Linked DNA regions of Gossypium hirsutum: region 2 is linked to region 1. The links are chromatin contacts, called in public Hi-C maps. All regions are on one chromosome and are shown on one strand. Each heading gives the region's core, a stretch centred on a gene start, on an enhancer-like site or on the middle of the called end of the contact. The rest is flanking DNA. Distances are from core to core; before and after follow the strand shown. Region 1 holds the start of LOC107950301 (17.5 kDa class I heat shock protein). Region 2 holds the start of LOC121215557.

The links. A called contact is a pair of places that touch in the nucleus more often than the background predicts.
Region 2: a Hi-C map of leaf shows a contact between it and region 1, with 2.8 times the contacts expected there. The contact joins the promoter of LOC121215557 here to the promoter of LOC107950301 in region 1. A contact is called at or near these places in 7 of 34 Hi-C or Micro-C datasets (hypocotyl, leaf and petal).

The regions. Positions count from the first base shown.
Region 1 is chrD03:48,223,390-48,227,286 of Gossypium_hirsutum_v2.1, reverse strand. It overlaps LOC107950301 (17.5 kDa class I heat shock protein), which reads right to left and starts at 2,251. Exons shown (of 1, transcript XM_016885115.2): 1 at 1,428-2,251. The coding sequence starts at 2,047. The coding sequence ends at 1,568.
Region 2 is chrD03:48,434,581-48,438,477 of Gossypium_hirsutum_v2.1, reverse strand. LOC121215557 reads left to right here and starts at 2,003. Exons shown (of 3, transcript XM_041090339.1): 1 at 2,003-3,897. It also overlaps the pseudogene LOC107949969.

The DNA.
Region 1 (3,897 bases), core at 1,002-3,501:
GCTCTAGCTAAAGGGCAAGAGAGAAACAAATGATTAGCATTCTCAGTTTGATTTTTACAAAAATCACAAATGGTATCAGTCCTTTTTCCTAATTCCTCTTTAGTAAGCAAGCAGCTTATACAAATTTTCCCAAGAAATGAAATCACTTTATACGTGAGCCTCTATTGACACCCTGAACTAACTGAATATTCCCCTTCAGTAGTGAATTTCCAAATGAATAGGGCCATTGCAAAATCATTATTGACAACATTGTCAGTAGTGAGTCATGCCAAAGTCGTGTGATAAGATTCATTAACTCTCTCAACCCAACCAAATCAGATTCTTCTCTTCTTGTCTAAGCATTTCTTAGAAGGAGTGAATCATCCAATATAAGAATCTGGTCACCACTCCATATCTACCAATCAAGCCCTTGATTACACAAATACCTACCGAACAAAAGGCTTTTCCAAATCCAAGAATTCGCAGGTTCAAAATGACTCCTTTTGCAATATTTCTTTAAGATTGTATTTTGTACCAGCCAGCTAGACTCTTTGAAAATTCGCCAAGCTTGACTCGCAAGCAGAGCCTGATTCATCATCTTCATTTTCCTAATTTTTCATATGCAATTTCCTAGAGTCATGACAAGTATTCCAAAAGAAATCTCTAGTTATTTTGTCAATCTATCGAGGGCTTTGGAGCATGATAAGTGACAAATCGGCATATTGTTACCCACCAGCAGACAACAGATTTTTCTTCCATCCTTGAAGTTTGTTCTGTATCGGAAGAATTCAGTCTTATGCCAGATAAAACATTCTCATGAATCTAGTATGACAATTTCTGCTCACCACAAATTCTGATTTATCCATGTTAATAATCTCGCCAGAAAATGGATAGAACTGATCCGAGATTCTTTTAACATGTTGGCATTCTTCTAAATTCGCTTGGAAGAAGATAAAACTATCCTCAGCAAAAAATAAATGCGATATAGGAACTCTATCTCTGCTAATCTTAATGACATGAACCTGTTCTCCTTCCTCTGCCCTTTCCAACACGCACGAGTACATTATGACATAGAAGGATCTCCTTGTCTAATGCCTCTCCTGGCCACAATAATCCCCATTAACTAGACAAAACTAAGACTCGTAAGAATCAAACTTACCCACTTATCCCGACAAGCTTGTAGCTTTGTATACCTCTTTAATGAACCCCAACTGAGCATGTCATAAGCTTTATTCATGTGTCATAATCGGTTTTAATGTATTGACAATGATCTTTGTAATGACTCTATCATTGATGGGTCTAAAATCCTTTGCTGTTTCACCATGAAGCTTTTTGGGAATCAGTAGTATGAAGGTTCTGTTGAATTCTTGTCTCGAAGAAGTAAAAAAATAGCCTCCTCAACTGATGGACCAATGATGTTTTAACTCACACAATAACACTAAACAAAATTTAAAAACCAAGAGTCTCAGACATTAAAATTAATGATTTACATAATCAAACCTTGTTCCAAACAAAAGGGACAGAGACATCAATCAAAAAGTAAAAATAACAAACGAAACCACAGATTTCAAAAACACGTTTTTCACAATTAACCAGAGATTTCAACGGATTTGATCTCAGGTTTCTTCATCTCAACTTTAGGAACAGTGATAGTAAGAACCCCATTTTCCATGGAAGCCTTCACGTCGCCCATTCTCACATTCTCCGGCAACCTGAACCTCCGCGAGAACTTCCCGCTGCTCCGCTCCACTCGATGCCACGTGTCGTTCCTGTCTTCCTTCTCCACGTGCCTCTCTCCGCTGATTTGGAGAACCCTATCGTCTTCGATCTCCACCTTCACCTCCTCTTTCTCCATCCCCGGGAGGTCCGCCTTGAACACGTGTGCCTCCGGTGTCTCCTTCCAGTCCACGCGCGTGTTGACGAAAGCGGAGTTTTCTCGGGAAAGTGAAGGAAACGATGTGACTGTTGGGAAATCGAACTCCTTAAAGGGATCCCACAAGTCCAACGAAAACGGGTCGAAAACGCTGCTGCGCCTGTTGTCGCCAAAGATGGTAGGAATCATTGCCATTTTTAAGCGAAAGCAAGTGATCGTATGCTGAGAAAATTGCTGAATTTCGTTATGTCAAGGATAAACAAAGATTAGGTTATATATATATAAGGAGGAAAGAACTTGTCTAGTAATTTCTAGAAATTTGCATCGCAAAGTTTAGACTGCAGAACATGAAAATGCTAGAAAATTCCAGATTCCTTTATGGGTTTTGCGGATAGAGTTGGCCCAAATTTAAACCGGCCATTTTGGGTTAAAGTAGTCTCTCTTGTAGACCTATTTCCGGGCTTAGAGTAGGTAGCTTGAAACATTGAATAGTAGTACCAAATGACTGACAATTGGATAGGTCGATAATTTTTATTATTTTTTAATTTTTACTTAATTATTGTTGAGCTGAGAATTGATAATTTAATCATCAATTGAATTGATCATTATTAAATTTTAGCTTGGTTGGTATTGTTGTTGTAACACCTTAAAAAATATGAGTTCGAATAAATTTAAGTAATATTATTCACTTTTAAAGATTGAGAGGATATGGTTGGTTTGAGAATTAACATTATTTAAATCATTATTTTACATTTACTTAAAAATGTACTAAAAGTAAATAATTGTATAAAAATTTATTTATTGAAGAAATTATTCATTAATTGATTTATAAACAAATTTTCATTAACTTTAGGTTCAACCTTGGATGTCACTACTTTAGGTTAATGTATTTAAGAGGTCAGAATGAATTAAATTATTCTTTTTATTATTAAATGAATCAATTTAGTTTTTATAATATTAAAAAGAATCAAATAAGTTCAAACTGTAACAGGATTAACATTTATCATATAAAAAATGTCTTGAAATTTATTTTTTCAATTGCAGTTCAATTCTTAAGAAAAGATTTTATTTACAGAATCATAAAAACTTAAATAAATATTAACTTCATTCAACGGTAATTGAAACTTTTTTAATAGTAAATATTAACTCTATTCCAATTTGACATTATTTAATTCTTTTTAATATTATAAGAAATGAATTGATCCATTTAATATAAAAGGACTAATTTGATTAGGTCCTTCTAATAGAGGGACCACTGGAGCACATTTACCAATGAAGATAGAGACATAGATGTGACTAACTGGACTGACAATACATTGGACATGACCCAAGTAAAATAGATCCTGAATCTGTTTGTGGATTTATTCACTTGTGACGTTCATAGTGTGGTATAGTTAAATATTGAGTAGATGACGGACTTTATATGAGTAACTCGTACACTTTGATGTAAGTAAAACCCTGAGTTTAAATAAATAAGGAATTGAAAGCTGGTGCGTTGGGTGTACGACTTCTACAGCATGTAGAGTCATTCACAACAGAGTAATTCATAACTTGAGACATGGGTAAATAATATCCTCTCATTGGCATTATATGGTTGATGAAAAGTAAATGTGGCCACGGGTCATTCGTCTTTATTAGAAATGACTTGATTATTATTTGATAATAATTAACTTTTCATGAAGGAAGATGTAATGGTTACCATAAGATAAAATAGGATCATATTGGGAGAGTGGATATTATCCCAAAGAAATTAAGGATATCCTATGAGGGTAACACATTTATGACAAGGTCATTGGATGAGCGCTAATAACTGCTTTCGTAATGGTATGTTGCTAGGGAGAGCTCAATCACGATACTATAGTGAAATGATTTCGTGACTAAATAAGTTTATAATTAATAGGCAAAAATTCTGAACTTAATTATAAATTATTTGAGCCCTAATTACATATTTCCAATCAATCCCTCCGCTGGCTCATTGAAACCATAAATAAATTGCATGTTTGAATCGAAATGAATAGAAATAGAGAAATGGAAAACATTCAGAA
Region 2 (3,897 bases), core at 754-3,253, 210 kb before region 1:
TGGGACGATTAGGACACTCTCAGATGTCAGTTATGTACCTGATTTACGAAAGAATCTCATCTCCTTGAGTATTTTAGACTTGAAAGGATGTAGAATCAACATCGAGTCGAGCGACATTAAAGTATCTCGTGGAGCTCTCGTTTTATTAAAAGGTAAAAGAACTGGCAGTCTTTATATTCTGGAAGGTTCTACAGTGACCGGTGAAATCGAACGTCCCTCGTCCGTTACGGAGTCAAAGTCAACTCGTTTGGAGCGGTGGCAACTGGGTCATAGGAGGGAAAAAGGTATGACCGTTTCGTTGAAAAGAGGTTCTCTTTTGGATGCATGTTTTAAAAATTTAGGGCACTGTGTTCGTGAAAATCAGACCCGGGTTAGTATTGATTTGGCAGTGCATAAGTCGAAGGCTAGAAGCCTTCCAGCTTTAAAGCATAGATTCGACTCAGTTAATTCCCTGCATAGTTCAAGATAGGCCCGTGGCGGGTTTTGGCAAAGATGGCATTGAAAGAATTCGTTTCAATGTGGAGATTGGTAGAGTTGTGTCACCCAAATTCTAAGAGATTGCTTGCAAGTCAAGTTAAACAAAAATATATTTTCTTTCTAGAAGATTTAGTATTTATTAGTATAATATATTTAGCGTTTATTAGTATAGTTTATTTAACTTACTAATTTAGCCTATAAATAGGCTCTTTTACAATATTAGAAATAATACCCATTAGATTAGAACTCATAACACATTCAGAGAATTTTTTGTTTACGTTTTGAGAGTTATTTGTTTTTTGGGTTTTTGAGGTTTAGTTTTTATCTCCATCTTTTTTACTCTTCATTCTTTTGCCATTATAGTAAAATTATATTTGCCCGTGGTTTTTTATCCTCTTTGAAGGGGTTTTCCATATTAAATTTGTGTGTTCATCTTCTCAATTTCTTCTGCTATTTTTACTTGCCTGTTGCTTAATTGGGACGATCCTAACACCTTATAATCCGACTCTCTCAACTCTCATCTTCTTTATAACATAGGCTTTGGGTGTATGTTTCTTGGACTCAGCTCAAACAATGAATAATGAAAATGGTCAAAATAGTGGGTCATCATCATCATCATCTCCTCAAGCTCCTTCTTCGATTCCAATGTCGACGCCTCCAAACACCGTTAGGTATACAATGAATAATCAAACTAATTTCTTCTTATGTCGGCACTGCAGAAACCACATCAGCTGCGGGACCAACATCATTCAACATGTATCACTTATCCCTCTTTGTATATATACATATATCAAGATTCTTGTTTTACTACTGGTAGTGGTACTTCAATTCTTGATCGTGTTCTTTGTGGGACTACTTCTTGTAGGTTTAACAGAAAACAGAAAAGCAATTATGTGGTATACGATTATTACATCTATATAACATTATGTGGTGTTCCAAGAATGCTTAGAAACTTTTAAATCAACTTTTCAGGTACCTGGGGTGATGGGGAATGCAATTCTGTGCCACGACGCGTAAGATACCTCTTCATTGAAATACACAATCACCCCAACTACATTTCATTCTGTAATCAAGTACAATACTTACAATTTAGGCTTTGTGCTTCATTGATATTTTCTAGTGTCAAAGTCAACACCGATCCTCTATCGTCTTGTTGGCTTGCCAATGATCTGCCTGTGGTATTTTTCCATTGCAAAGGATGCAACAGAACCCTAGGCCAGGGATTTGTGAGTGTTTTACATTTTCTTTTTTGTATAACTCTGTTTTTTCAGATGATTGTTTACAAACACTATCTGATTGCCCCTTTATTATACGTTTAATGATATTAACAAATATATGTGTATATTATGTATTGCGCGGATACTGTTTTTAGCTCGAGCGCGATCGGATTGACCATGGTATATGCGAAGGAAATTATTTACTTCATCCGTAATTTCTTTTCCTTTTCAAATACAGAATAATATTCTGAAATGACGCTAATACAATGAAACTCGAAAGCTGGTTTTTGAATGAAAGTGGCGGTGGCTGCAGGGACCAGATACTGCTTTGGAATGGAAGCCAGTTGCTTTGTGCTCACACAAATCAGCCAGTCGAAGATGACACAACCCGGTAAGTCAGACTTCATTAAGAATGCAGTTTCTACAACGAAGAAACAGCTGTTGCTGGTTTTGTTTTTCATTTTTGTTTCACTACTTTTTAGTGTTCCCTGAATAGTCATAATAAATAGTGCGAGAATGTTAGTAAAATTGCTGTTGGCGTTAGTGTGATATTGTGCAGATAAAACAAGGATTTTATAGCCAAAACCAACGAATTTGTGAAGGCAAACTAATTCAAGGGAGCATTTTTTATGTGCTCTAAAACATGGTTAATATTTCTTTGGTATATAGTAGGCTCATTTGTACTTATTATGTTTTGGCTTTCTTTCTTATAAAAGTTTAATGTATGGTTGCTCATTTTACCATGCACTATAATGCTATGAGTGCATTTTGTGTTTTGGTATAAGATCTACCTATGGCTGTTAAGAGTATAAGGAAGTCCTTAGTTGTTGGACTGGTTTGTTAGTCTGTTACACCTAGATTGTTATACTGTTAGTAAGGTTGTTAGCAACAATTAACTCATACAATGTTTATAAATATTTGTAGTGATGTACAGTAAAGAAATGAAGAAAGATTTTATAGTTTCTCAGTTTATTTTTTGTTTACCTTTGTATTTTGCTGAGTAATTTTCATGGTATCAGTCGCTTGATTCTTTTAGACCTGTCCTCTTGTGCTTTAATGGCTACCAATGCTTCTAGTGATTCCACCACTGCGCCGCCTTGTTCTTCTACGTTTACCAAAAATCAGTTGGTTCAAACATTTTCCCGACATGAAACTGTAAAGCTTGATGATAACACGTTTGTGTAGTGGAGGCAATACATTCGTTTCATCACCGATGGTTACAACTTGACTGGTTTTCTTGATGGCACAGTAACTACTCCACTGAGGTTCGTGCAGTCGTCGAATGGATCCTTGGTGGCAAATCTGGAATCCTTAGCCTATGTTCAATAGGATAAATTACTTACCTCGTGGCTTCTTTCTACTTTTTCTCCTTCTGTTTTATCTAGTTTTGCAGATATAAAAACAGCGAACGATGTTTGGATCACTGCTACTCGATTGTTTACGCTGTCTCTGGCGCAAAACTCTCTCAGATTTGTCATGATCTTCATTCGATCAAGAAGGGAGAGATGTTGATTAAAGAGTATGTTGTGAAGATTCAGAACAAATGTGCTTTAATAGATGCAGCTAGATCTCGGATCTCTGAAATGGAGAAGGTTGAAATCGTTCTAGCCGGGCTATCTTAGGAATATGACGCTGTTTTTACTTTTGCATTATTTTCGTCTGAATCGCTACCGTTTCAGCGTTTTTTGGATGTTTTGTTGGAGTTTGAGAGCCGGCAAGTTCGAGCGGTTCAAGAGGCGTCGGTGCATGCTTATTTGGTGGAGGCCTTTTCATCACCAATGGTTGTTGACTCTGGGCGCGGGGGTCGACTGCCTGTTAATCGAGTGAGAGGGTTTCGGTCTCGTGTTCAGTGCCAGATATGCAGATGTTTTGGACATCTGGCTTCACGATACTATTACAGTTTCAATCACGAGTATGGTGGTCCGGCGTCGGGTGTGAGAGTTTCAACAAGGATGGTTGACCATGGTTCGGGTGTGTTAATAGTAGACGGTTCTGCACTGTATGTTGCTTCGGTGAAGGTTTCTACTTGATGGCGTCATAGCCGAATTCATGGTGGGATAGTTCGTCATTTTCTACTGCGCTGTAGCCTAGGGTTGCTCAATGTTTTGAGGATTTTGACAACAAGGCTGGTGTGGGTTGTACGTTTGGGCCATCTGTTGGGCCTACTGTTAGGTTGCTTGGACGTTCAGCTGGGTTTGCTGCA